2 separate regions of the Gossypium hirsutum genome follow, and region 2 is linked to region 1. Evidence: chromatin contacts called from public Hi-C data. All regions are on one chromosome and are shown on one strand. Each heading gives the region's core, a stretch centred on a gene start, on an enhancer-like site or on the middle of the called end of the contact. The rest is flanking DNA. Distances are from core to core; before and after follow the strand shown. Region 1 holds the start of LOC107887425 (zinc-finger homeodomain protein 11). Region 2 holds the start of LOC107887265.

Evidence for each region. Hi-C and Micro-C count contacts between places; a contact is called where the count stands out from the background.
Region 2: a Hi-C map of anther shows a contact between it and region 1, with 3 times the contacts expected there. The contact joins the promoter of LOC107887265 here to the promoter of LOC107887425 in region 1. A contact is called at or near these places in 16 of 34 Hi-C or Micro-C datasets (anther, callus, fibers and 4 more).

Annotation. Positions count from the first base shown.
Region 1 is chrA03:66,053,305-66,058,687 of Gossypium_hirsutum_v2.1, reverse strand. LOC107887425 (zinc-finger homeodomain protein 11) reads left to right here and starts at 2,252. Exons shown (of 1, transcript XM_016811663.2): 1 at 2,252-3,759. The coding sequence starts at 2,714. The coding sequence ends at 3,484.
Region 2 is chrA03:66,201,350-66,207,141 of Gossypium_hirsutum_v2.1, reverse strand. It overlaps LOC107887265, which reads left to right and starts at 3,477. Exons shown (of 8, transcript XM_016811454.2): 1 at 3,477-3,703; 2 at 3,856-4,106; 3 at 4,283-4,354; 4 at 4,838-4,902; 5 at 5,109-5,265. The coding sequence starts at 3,861.

The DNA of each region.
Region 1 (5,383 bases), core at 1,003-3,502:
TCTCACCTTCTTACTTAAATAAATTATCTATAAATATAGATAAAAGGCTTGTTCAATTACAATCAATATCAATAACTAATTCCACTCAAACTGAAACAGTCATTAAAATATTTCCAATAAAGTGTATATTCGGTAGAAATCTTCTTGCCATCAAATTCTTTGAAAAACAAATATTGTATTCAAGGGAACTTAGATTGTAATGAAAGATTGAATCCCTTGGCTTAATTTTTTCATGTAAAGACTTCACTAATGAGTTGTTAAAAGTCTTCAAAAATCAATAATTAAAGGTTGAAACAGTAAATCATACTTTGAACACTAAAGATATATAATTTTATTCAATGTACCTACTAATGTTCAATATGCATAGTACATGACTTTAGTTAGTGTAATCATATAGTAAATCCATTAATCTTTTATGCGGTAATGAAGGTAAAAAAATTTCAACAATTGAGTATTCCTTAAATTACATTAGGCGTTGCAGCTAACAATTATAATTGGCATAAATTCATACACCACAATCAGTCGAAATTTAAACAGCATTCATCACTATCATATATAGTTGGCATTTTGCAAGTCTACAAAGCTGACATAAACAGAAAAAAGAAACTTGAATCAAAGCTAGATTCCATTCCAGAAAGCTAGAATTTTCATATAAAAGAACATGACTTTTAATATTTGTACTTAAAACATGCAACAAAGTTTGGGGGGTGGAGTGACGCGGTGAGTGGAAGACTATTTAGTATTGCAAGTGATAATAACAGAAGTTGAAATTTACAAAATAGTTTCCTAAGAGTATTTCTTCTAAAAAGAAGGTTTGGAAGATGAAAATAAATAAATAAATAAATAAAGGAAGTTTAGCACGAATAACACATTGTGAGGTGTCTCCTGTCATTCTGAATGCAAAGGGTATAAAGTTGTAATGAAAATGATTAAGGGTTGGAATGGAAGAAATGGTCAAAATGTAGTTTCAATGGTAGAGCATTACTTGAACTTTATTGTGTCAAATTGTGCACAAATGCGCGTGCTTCTTTGATGATGACATGATTGTCAGGACATTCCTCAAGTTGTTTTGGACTCTAATTCTTTGCTCTGTTTAGTTTTAGGGTCATAATTTGATTCATATTCATCACTCCACTCTTGTCACGCTGGGATCAAACTTTTTATTTGGTTTGAAATAGTTTAAATTTGATGCCTCCTTATCTATGATTGAATTATTATATGAAGGATTAAGATGAGTCGCAAAGCATAAAGGACAAAATATCACATCTCTAAACCAGTATTTCAATTGCATTCATTAATCATCTTCTATATTTAACCAAAATCCTTACTCAATGCCAAAAACAAAAAGAGATGAATGTATGCAAAGACTAACTTTATTATAGTCGAGTTAGTAGAAGAAAATTAGAACATGACTTGATGGCCTTGCCTTGCCGTATATTATTGCTTTTCAGACACCACGTGGAAGCAGAGAATTATGATTAAGAGGATGATAATGGCCCCTACCTACCCTTATATTTAACATTTAATTATTATTTTTTTTTTATAGAAATGGCCCGTCCCAACCTTCCCAAAATCCATTTCCAAATCCCTTAATTTTTGTCTGGACATAAAATAGGCTGATTAAAGGACTCTATTTGAATGGTAGGCTTCAATGTATTTATCACCCCCCCCCCCTCTCCTACATTAACCTATTGATATTCAGTTTGATTTATGAAACCAAAATAATCATAATTTTCTTTATCAAAGCTGATCCGAATCACCCCTTCTACTAACTATCTTAAACATTAATAAAGTCATGAGGGTCATTGCTTGGGTTGTAAAACAAGGAAGGGAATGGATAACTTTTTTATCAGCCCTTTCTGGAATTCCTCCTTGCATTCAAAACCATTAAAGTATTTCCCATTCAAATGTTATTTTATTCTCTGCAATATAAATAAATAAATAAATATGTTGATGTTTACTTACAGAGAAAGTATAGAGATTGGAATCTTTCAAGTATATAATAAACAAGTTACCTAGTCAACTGTGAGGTGACAAATGTGAGGCAGACACATGGCAAATCTGACTGCAGTGTGTGTATGCATCATATTCATCGCTGCCCACGTAGTCTGGTTTTTGTGTAAATGGAAAATCCAAAGCCTTGAATCATATGGAGTGGAGTATTATTTACTGCTCATAACTAACTCTGATCAGAAAATCACTTGAGGGAAGAAATTTAAAGATAGGGCAAAGGAAACGTGACTAGTGGTTGAAAAATCTTCCATGATATGCCTTTCTTAATTACCTCCATTTTTATCATTATTAATTTCGTGCTACTGCTATAACAATAACATTGGTTGATGATGATAATTATAAAATTAAAACTATACCATCTAAAATCAGTTTTCGTTCATCATCATCATCACCCCTTTGCCATGCACCACATCATCATAATTAAGTTCACAATCCTTAAACCATCAATCTATGTTGTAAATATGTAGACATCCTCAAGGAAAATGGTGTCCTAACCCCACAAAAATGTCCCCACCCTCCTAATTCACCACGTCAAAGGCTTCACCCCTTTTTATTCTTTTCTTGGCCAACGGAGCTAATCAAACACCAAAACCAACCCACAAGCTGAGTCCTCATCAGAGACACACACCCCACAAGCGCCGAGGTCGCCAACTCTTTATTACTCCTCAACATCTACCACCACCCTCAGCAGGAGGAGGAAATGGTGCTTTCTTACAAAGAATGCCTCAAAAACCATGCAGCTAGCTTGGGTGGACATGCCCTGGATGGTTGTGGAGAGTTCATGCCTACCCCTTCTGCTACCCCAACTGACCCTGCCTCCTTCAAGTGTGCTGCCTGTGGTTGCCACCGCAACTTCCACCGCCGTGACCCTTATGATGGCCCTGCTTTCATCCACCGCCTCCCACCCCCACCTAATCCTAGCTCAAGTCCAAGCCCGACTCATAGCCCAGGTCCAAGCCGTACCCCACCTTCACCTGTGCCATTCTCTTACTACTCTTCTGCACCGCACATGCTGCTGGCCTTGAGCACTGCCTACTCAGGGCCAATGGATGAGTACCATTATCACCTCAGCAACTCCAATCCTTCGGTGTCAAGGATAAACAACAACAACCCAAGTGGGAGAAAGAGGTCAAGAACAAAGTTCACTAAGGAACAGAAAGAAAAGATGCATGCTTTCGCTGAAAGGCTTGGTTGGAGAATGCCAGAGGGTGAAGAAAAATTGATACAAGAGTTTTGCTATGAAGTTGGGGTTAATAGAGGAGTTCTCAAGGTTTGGATGCACAACAACAAGAACACTTTTAGCAAGAAAGAGCTATTATCAGTTGGAAATCTCAATCTTCACGACAGCCATGACAACAACAACAATATTGAAGATAATGGAAATGCTCTTGATTCCAATAGTCACATGCACAACAATGAGGATAGTATTCAGCTTCATATTTCTACTAATAATGGGTCTTCTACATCTTAATTTAGAAAAGACAAGAAAAAAAAAACACTACTGAATTTGAAAGAAAGCAGCAGACATAGATGGTGTTTTTGCTGCTCTTTTACATTTGGGCCTTAACTTTTTTTATTTTTCCATTTTGGTGATTAGTAATCTAATTACTGGTGATGGCAGATGAAAGAAGGAGAGAACAGAGGATATGACTTGTGAGGATAACAATTAAAGAGAATTATTTTGTCATTGTTAATTCTATCTGTTAATTGATATTTAGACGTATTATAACATAAATCTTTGTCTTCTAGCTCTGACTTGATTGTTGCCTTTCTCTTCCTTGTTATGTTTTTTATTCTCTTGTTTTTGTTGCTTTTTTTTTTTTTGGTGACCCTAAAGATTCTTGAGTCCTCTTATAAATAATTTGTCCTAAAAACTACTGGTTTTGTTCTAATTTTAGGTTATGATGAAATAGGACAAACATGCCCTGTTCAATTAGTCATTTATGGAGATTTTGAAGAAAAATGTTTACTCCTCCTATTAACTTTGTATTATTCACAGATAATGGCTCCGCCTCTACTTTAGGGTTTGGTACACCTTGACTGAATTAAACCCCAAATCTTTTTCATTATACTTTTTTTTATTCCCAGAAAATTTATTAGATTTCTTCATGTCTAATCTGGTCTATTTTTATATGTTATCTCTTCATATCTAATCTTGTAAGGCAAACAGGGTTAGGTGAAATAAAATAGAAGTTTGAATGTTGCCAACTTTTCCTTTTTATGCATTTAGTTAACTCAACGTAAGTGCCTAATTAAAGCAGCAGACCAAAGTTTCTTGTTTTAATTAAGAGAGCTTTTTGGTACAAAAGAAATTAAAAGGCACCACATGCTTTGTTTGACTAAAATAACTATAAATATGTTATTTTAACCTTTCCTTTTGGATTTTTTCAACATTGTGATTGGCAGCCTTAAAAGCTAAAACAAAACATGGATGAGCTCAAAATATGTTATTTAGTTGATAAAGAAAGTAGTAGTAGTAGTAGTAGATGATGCATGAAGATCTGATGGAGGTGCAATATCATTGTCACCAGCTTTATCTGGAAATAGAAACCCCAACTCCCAAAATTTGGTCCAAGTGTTTAGTTGTAAGAATATTGTTGGTCCAAAATTTGCTTTCATGCCACTGAATCTGATCATATAATATATATAGCTACATATGTAAACTAATGAATCTCCAGTCAACATGTTTGGTACAAAAGCTTTATCCTCTGAGCATGGAAGACCAACCATTATTTTCTTGTACAGCAAAAACACATACACACCGAGAAACAATTCTTTTCCTGCTCCTGGACTTTAGCCTGATATACGCAACTGTTGTGAAGTACATAACAGATTTTCATAAATAAATAACCAACTTGGTCTTTTTTTTATATTTCTTTTGTGTTTGTGTATTTGTATTCTGAATTTGGTTTACATTGTTTGATAGCTAAATTTAAAAACTATGTCTTTTTTTGCAATTTTAATTTTATTAATATAAAATCTAGATAGAAGTTAAAAATAATAATTTGAATATCTTATCATTTTAGCAAATATATATTTTAAATAAATATACTTCTTAAAAGTTGTGAAAAAAAATAAAAATAAAATAAAGAACACACAAATTTTTACGTAGAAATCCTTTCGGGAAAAAACCACGGGCAGAGGAGAAGAAAATTCACTATGTCGAATTTGAATAATTACAAGAGGAATAGACTATAGCTATTTATAGGCTTGTAAAGCCATATTCTAGTAAGACTGAAACACTTTATTCTAATCAATATTAAATAGATGGAATTTAACAAGGTTTACAAAACCTTATTCTAAAATAAAATAAAAGAAGTGTAATTCTATATGGATTCTTCTTTTATTTTATTTTACCACTGTATTTTAT
Region 2 (5,792 bases), core at 2,228-4,727, 150 kb before region 1:
GTGTAAGTAAAAGAATTTCATATTATGAGATATTTGAATTTTTGTGAGACAGAATTAGAGTGATTTCGGGCTCCCCTGTCTTAATTTTAGAAAATCATTAAAAATTGTATGAAAATAATAATGGGTTATAAATTAGATGCTTAAAATCCTTAATGAGTCTGTTTTCAAGGAAAATAGATGGGAGCATCATACGAGTCCTATACTATGAGATAAATAAATTTTAGTGAAGAAAGGTCGAAGATGTCAAATAGCGAAATAGGGGAGACTTTAAAGAATAAAATGTACTTATTGGCTGGACCAAGAAAGTTTCAGGGAAAATTAGCGAATCTTAATTTGGAGTTCTGTAGCTCCAGATATAAATAATTTAGTGACTGTGACACTTTGAATAAATAAAGAGAAATTGAAAAATAGCATGTTAATACATTGCTTATTATTTTCATACGAGCTTACTGAGCATAAAGCTTACTCCCTCATTTCCATTTCTTTTAGTGTTGTTAGGTCGGCTAGGGCGTGGAGATCGTCGGAGATAACATCACACTATCAAGCCAATACCTTTGGAGTATTGAATACATATGTTAAAATTATCAAGTGAGTGGCATGTATAGGGACCTAGTTCTATGACATGTGTTATTATGATTTGGCCAAATGTATTGGCCCATTTTGAGCTATTGTATATGGCCATGAGATGTGGCTCATATTGATTATGGCTTGTAAGTCTAGCTAGTCATGTTATGATTTATTGCTTATGATGTGAAGATATGATTATGTTTGTTTGTCATGCATGGTTGGCAATATGTCATGTGTGTTGAATGCATGTTTTATGACCATGAATTAAATGTGTAATATGGAGATAAAATAGTAATGCTTTGAACATGAAAGTTTGATGATAAGTTGAAATAAATTGGCACAAAGATAACTATGGTATGACTAGTCTTGGTTTAATGTGGGAATGTGTAACACATGCATGTTGATAGGTAAATGATATGTTTGTATCATAATTGAGGATATTGAATGCCATTGGATCCATGTATATGTGTGTGCATGTAAGGGTAACAAAAAGACTTGGAAAATAGCCTAAGAGTTAACTACACGGGATGAGACACGACCGTGTGTCTCCACCGTGTGAGGGACACGGCCTGGGGACACGGGCGTGTGACCTGGCCGTGTGGTTCAATTTATTTGCTGACGTCATAAACAGAAAGTTACATGGCCTGAGGACACGGGCGGGTTGACGACACACGGGCGTACCCCTGTGTCCACACGGGTGTGTGACCCTGTTTCATGAGAAAAATTTCTAAGTTTTCCTAGAACTTTCCAAAGTTCTCAGTTTAGTCTCGAATCGTTTCTAAACTGTGTTTTGGGTTTCGTATACCCAAATAAAGGACTATGTGCATGTGATAGAATGATTTAATATATGAATGAAATTTTATGACCCGGTTTGCATGATTGTTTGTGTTTAATTCCAGTAATGCCTCATACCCTGTCTCGGCGTAGGATACGGGTAAAGGTGTTACAGTGAACATGATTTGGAAGAGGAAATAATATAATGTAAAAGAGCCCAACTTGTGTATGTTTGTTAGTTAGAATTGAGTCTTTCTACTTTTTAATGCTATTGGCAAATTAAGTCTTAGCTGTTTTGTTATGGGTTTATTGAGAAGATAATGAGATATTGGCTCCTATTCACTTTTTCGATAACTAGAACTAGTTTATCAAATTGAATTTTATATTTACATTAATGATCAAACTAATGAATTAAAATTGATATTCACCTCTGACTAGATTTTTATCATATTTATTTCTTAAATTTTATTTGATAACATTCGTTCAACAATTTTAATTTTTAGTTTCAAAATTCTCCTTATTTTTATTTTTATTTTATTTTATTACTAAGAGTTAAAATCATTATCCATCTTTATATATACAACCTCTTTATTTTAATAATGAACTTTTGAAACTTTTAAAATGGTTGGTTATTATTATTTTTTTTTACTTTGATGCACATTTACTTATCTGCACCTTATTTAGATATAATTATAGTATTTGATTATTGATGCAAATCCAAAATAAAGTATTGATGGTTAATATGCTTAATTATACTTTAAGTTAAGTATGTTGGATTAAGAGAATTGTGATGAGGGGAAACTATGGTTGTTACATTGATTAGCTTATTGGTTTACATGGTTTTGTTCAAAAGTTTCCAAAAGGGATATTGTTGAAGTAAGTTTTTGAAGTAGTTGTCTATGTGGCAATAGAATTGTCCACTTTAGTCATCATTGTGACGACCAATTTAGTTGTCTTACTTGAATGTTGGCAATTTTTGGAAACAAAATATTGAGCTATAATCGATGTTGATATTATTGAAGTATACAAGCTTGTCAATGAAGATAAATTCATTTCGAGAAACACATTTTGAGAATTGAATAGTATAAGATCTTACATATCAAACCCCTTACTTTTATGGAGATTGAATCAAGAGCACTAAAGATGTATCTTTCAATAGTCCACTTTGGTCTTAATTAGTATATTATTTTAGCTATTTTAGCTGCTATTTAATAAGGATTTGAATTGTAGTACTTCTAGTATGTTAGTAAGTCTTGAATTTTTATATATTTATGAGATGTATATGTTTATATACAAAGTATTGAAAGCACTCATTGGTTTATAGAGAGACATTTTTTTCTAAAGTGCATTTGAGATAGTAAAACCAGTTTGTTTTCTGGTTTTACAACTTAAGTTTTTGGTGGAAAATTTAGATTTGAGAAATCTAGTCTTTGGATAGTGAGCTTACTATACTGGAGTGTGATAGGACTCAAGTCACTTCTTGTATTGAGTTTAAGGATAATGGATTTATCTCACCGATCCATGCTTTGAGATGTAGGGAAACTGAAACATGTAAACAATTTTTTGTTGTATGTTTTTATTGTGTTACGCAATGCAACCAAAGGTGCCTACTTTCGTTGTCACTTACATTCAGATTTTGTTTTATTAGCATATTAACAACTTATTCAGCTCAATAATTTTTCAATCGAGGTTATTTTTAGTTGACTCGTGACATTAACTCAATCAGCCAGGGGTTTAAATAATAGTATAGAAACATTGATTATACTAGTAAAATTGAGGTTTTAAGCTTTATTAATGGTATGCATTGAAATCTAATCATTTGTAATTTTTTATAAGTTTTATTTAAAATGTAAATAGACAAAAGTATTATTTAAAAATATAATTTATTTAAAATAGGTGAGGATAGTATAATAAATTTTCAATTGAGTTATACTAACAAACTCAATTAGTTAGAGATTTAAATAATAATATAGATAATATGGATAAAATAATTGAATTAATGTTTAAGAGGAAGTTGCCAGTTTCAACCGCCAACACCAGTCGAACAGCCACCGAAATAAGAGAGAATTGTTAGGTAACGCGCAATGGCATTGCGACTTCTAAATTCCAAAAATACCCTTAGAGCCGTTTGCATTGACGTCAGCGTGTCTCTCACCCTCGAATCCTCTGCTAAACTCATAAATTTGGAAAAGAAAAAAGATAAAAAGAATAAAATCCTACAAAGAAAAACTACAATCGTTGGAAATTTAGAAAGGAAACAAAGAAGCGTTCGCAGCAAAAGAAGCTTAATTAGAAAATTTCTCCCCGATTTCTTCGTTACTTCCCTTCATCCAACATAAATTCCCCATTTCGTCCGCTAAAGGTAATTTTTTTTCAAAGAATTATTTTCCCTCATTTTCCAATTTGGAAACCTCCGACTCGCTGCTCTTACTCAGCGCGATTACGGGGTTTTTTATTTTATTTTTTGGATTGAATTAAGCAATGAAAATTGAAAATATTTTGTTAACTTTGCAGAAATTATGAGTGATCACCTGGTTTTGTATGTGGATCGTCTGGTGAGGCCGGTGCCGTTACAGCCGGTGGAGTCGGAGGCTGGTCCCTCAACGGAGATTTCGGGCCCATCCTGCTCGCCCAAGGAAAAGGAGATCTTCCGTGGAGGCGGCGAAGAGGAGCCGCTCATTCAAACGGCGGAGTGTCGCATTTGCCAGGAGGAAGATTCCGTTGAGAATCTTGAGACCCCTTGTGCCTGCAGCGGCAGCCTCAAGGTAATATTATTATTATTATTAAAAAATTGATTAAGAATTTTTTTTAATATAAAGTGTATTATCTAGAGCTTTCTAGATTCCGCTTGCAGTTTAATGAACCTCGTAAAATTAAGCTAAATATCGAAATTAGCATTACTTGCTTTGATATTATTAATGCCATCTGTTTTAAATTGCAGTATGCGCATAGGAAATGCGTGCAACATTGGTGCAACGAGAAAGGAGATATCATTTGCGAGATATGTCATCAGGTATATGCTTGCCTTAATGTCCCTTATTTTGATATTGTTATTTTGTTTTAGAGACATGCATTGCCTGCTGCAGCTTCATTTCATCCTTTTAATTTGTCATAAGATTTTCAACTAGCGCCTGTAGGCCCTTTTGTGTCTGTAAGAAAAGAAAGTTTGTGGCTTTTGAAGTAAGCGGTTGCAAATGAGTGTGGAATAGGGTGATCAAGTATCATCTGCTTTTAGGAAGAATATTAATAAACCATTTGATTGATGGGAAAAGGCCTTGTTTCGTTATTCCTGGTTTATCATGCAGTTTTCCTTTCATAGTTCTTTTTACTTCTCAGAATTTATCACGATAGTGGTTAAATATGAGCAACTTTTTGGTCAGACACAGTATGGATTTTAATCATGATGTTAAATTCTTACTTCTTGTTCAGTGGCTATTGATTATTGGTTGTTTTGACTCCTTGCTGATGTAGTCTATCCTTTTAATTTGCTGTGCAGCCTTATCAACCTGGTTATATCGCTCCACCTCGCCCCCAAACTGAAGAAACCGCTATTGATATTGGGTAAGTTAGATGGTCTCACATGTAAGACATTTCTATGCTATGGCTGGTATTTGGTGGACTTCTTGTAAAGATGAAATCAGCATATGCTATGAGATTTATCAAGCATGACATCCATCACAAACTTTGATCTAAACTTGCTTGACAGATTAGTCTGTATAATCTGGTTGGAAGATTCCATCGTTTTAATTTTTGTATCTGTCTTACAGTGGAGGCTGGACAATCTCTGGCACCCCTGTGGATTTGCGTGATCCTCGCCTCTTGGCCATTGCAGAGGCAGAACGGCAAATTTTGGAAGCTGAGTATGATGAATATACTGCATCAAATGCCAGTGGAGCTGCCTTTTGCCGTTCTGCTGCTCTAATTGTAAGCTTTTAATTCTGAATCTGCTGGATATATTAAATTTCTTATCATGTTTAACATGTACTGCTCAAAATTGGACCCATTGGCCATTATCAATTCTACTTATTAGTATATTAGCCATGCGTCAAGGACATATTTTGATGAACTGATTTAGAGAAAGGAGTTTGCTGAGGTGTTTGAGCTTTATACTCGAAGAACTTTATTTTTTTGGTAGATATTGCTCTCATCTCCCCCCTGGCATACTCATTGCATTAACCGTGGAGAAACCTATTTTTACTGTTTTACAGTTTCCAGCTCCCAACTTCCCTCTATCTAAGTAGAAACTTGAGCCACTGGAGCTGTGGTGCAATTCCACATGGGCCACAATTACATTGGTCACCTCAGCTGATTTTTCATGTCCACAACTTCTCTTCTTGTTCCTTCCCTTTTCTCTCTGTAACTAGGCATGTTATACATAACAGTGGAGAGAATGATTTATACCACATCCTTTTAGGGCCTTCAGCTCCCAACTCTTATTCCTGAAGAAAAAC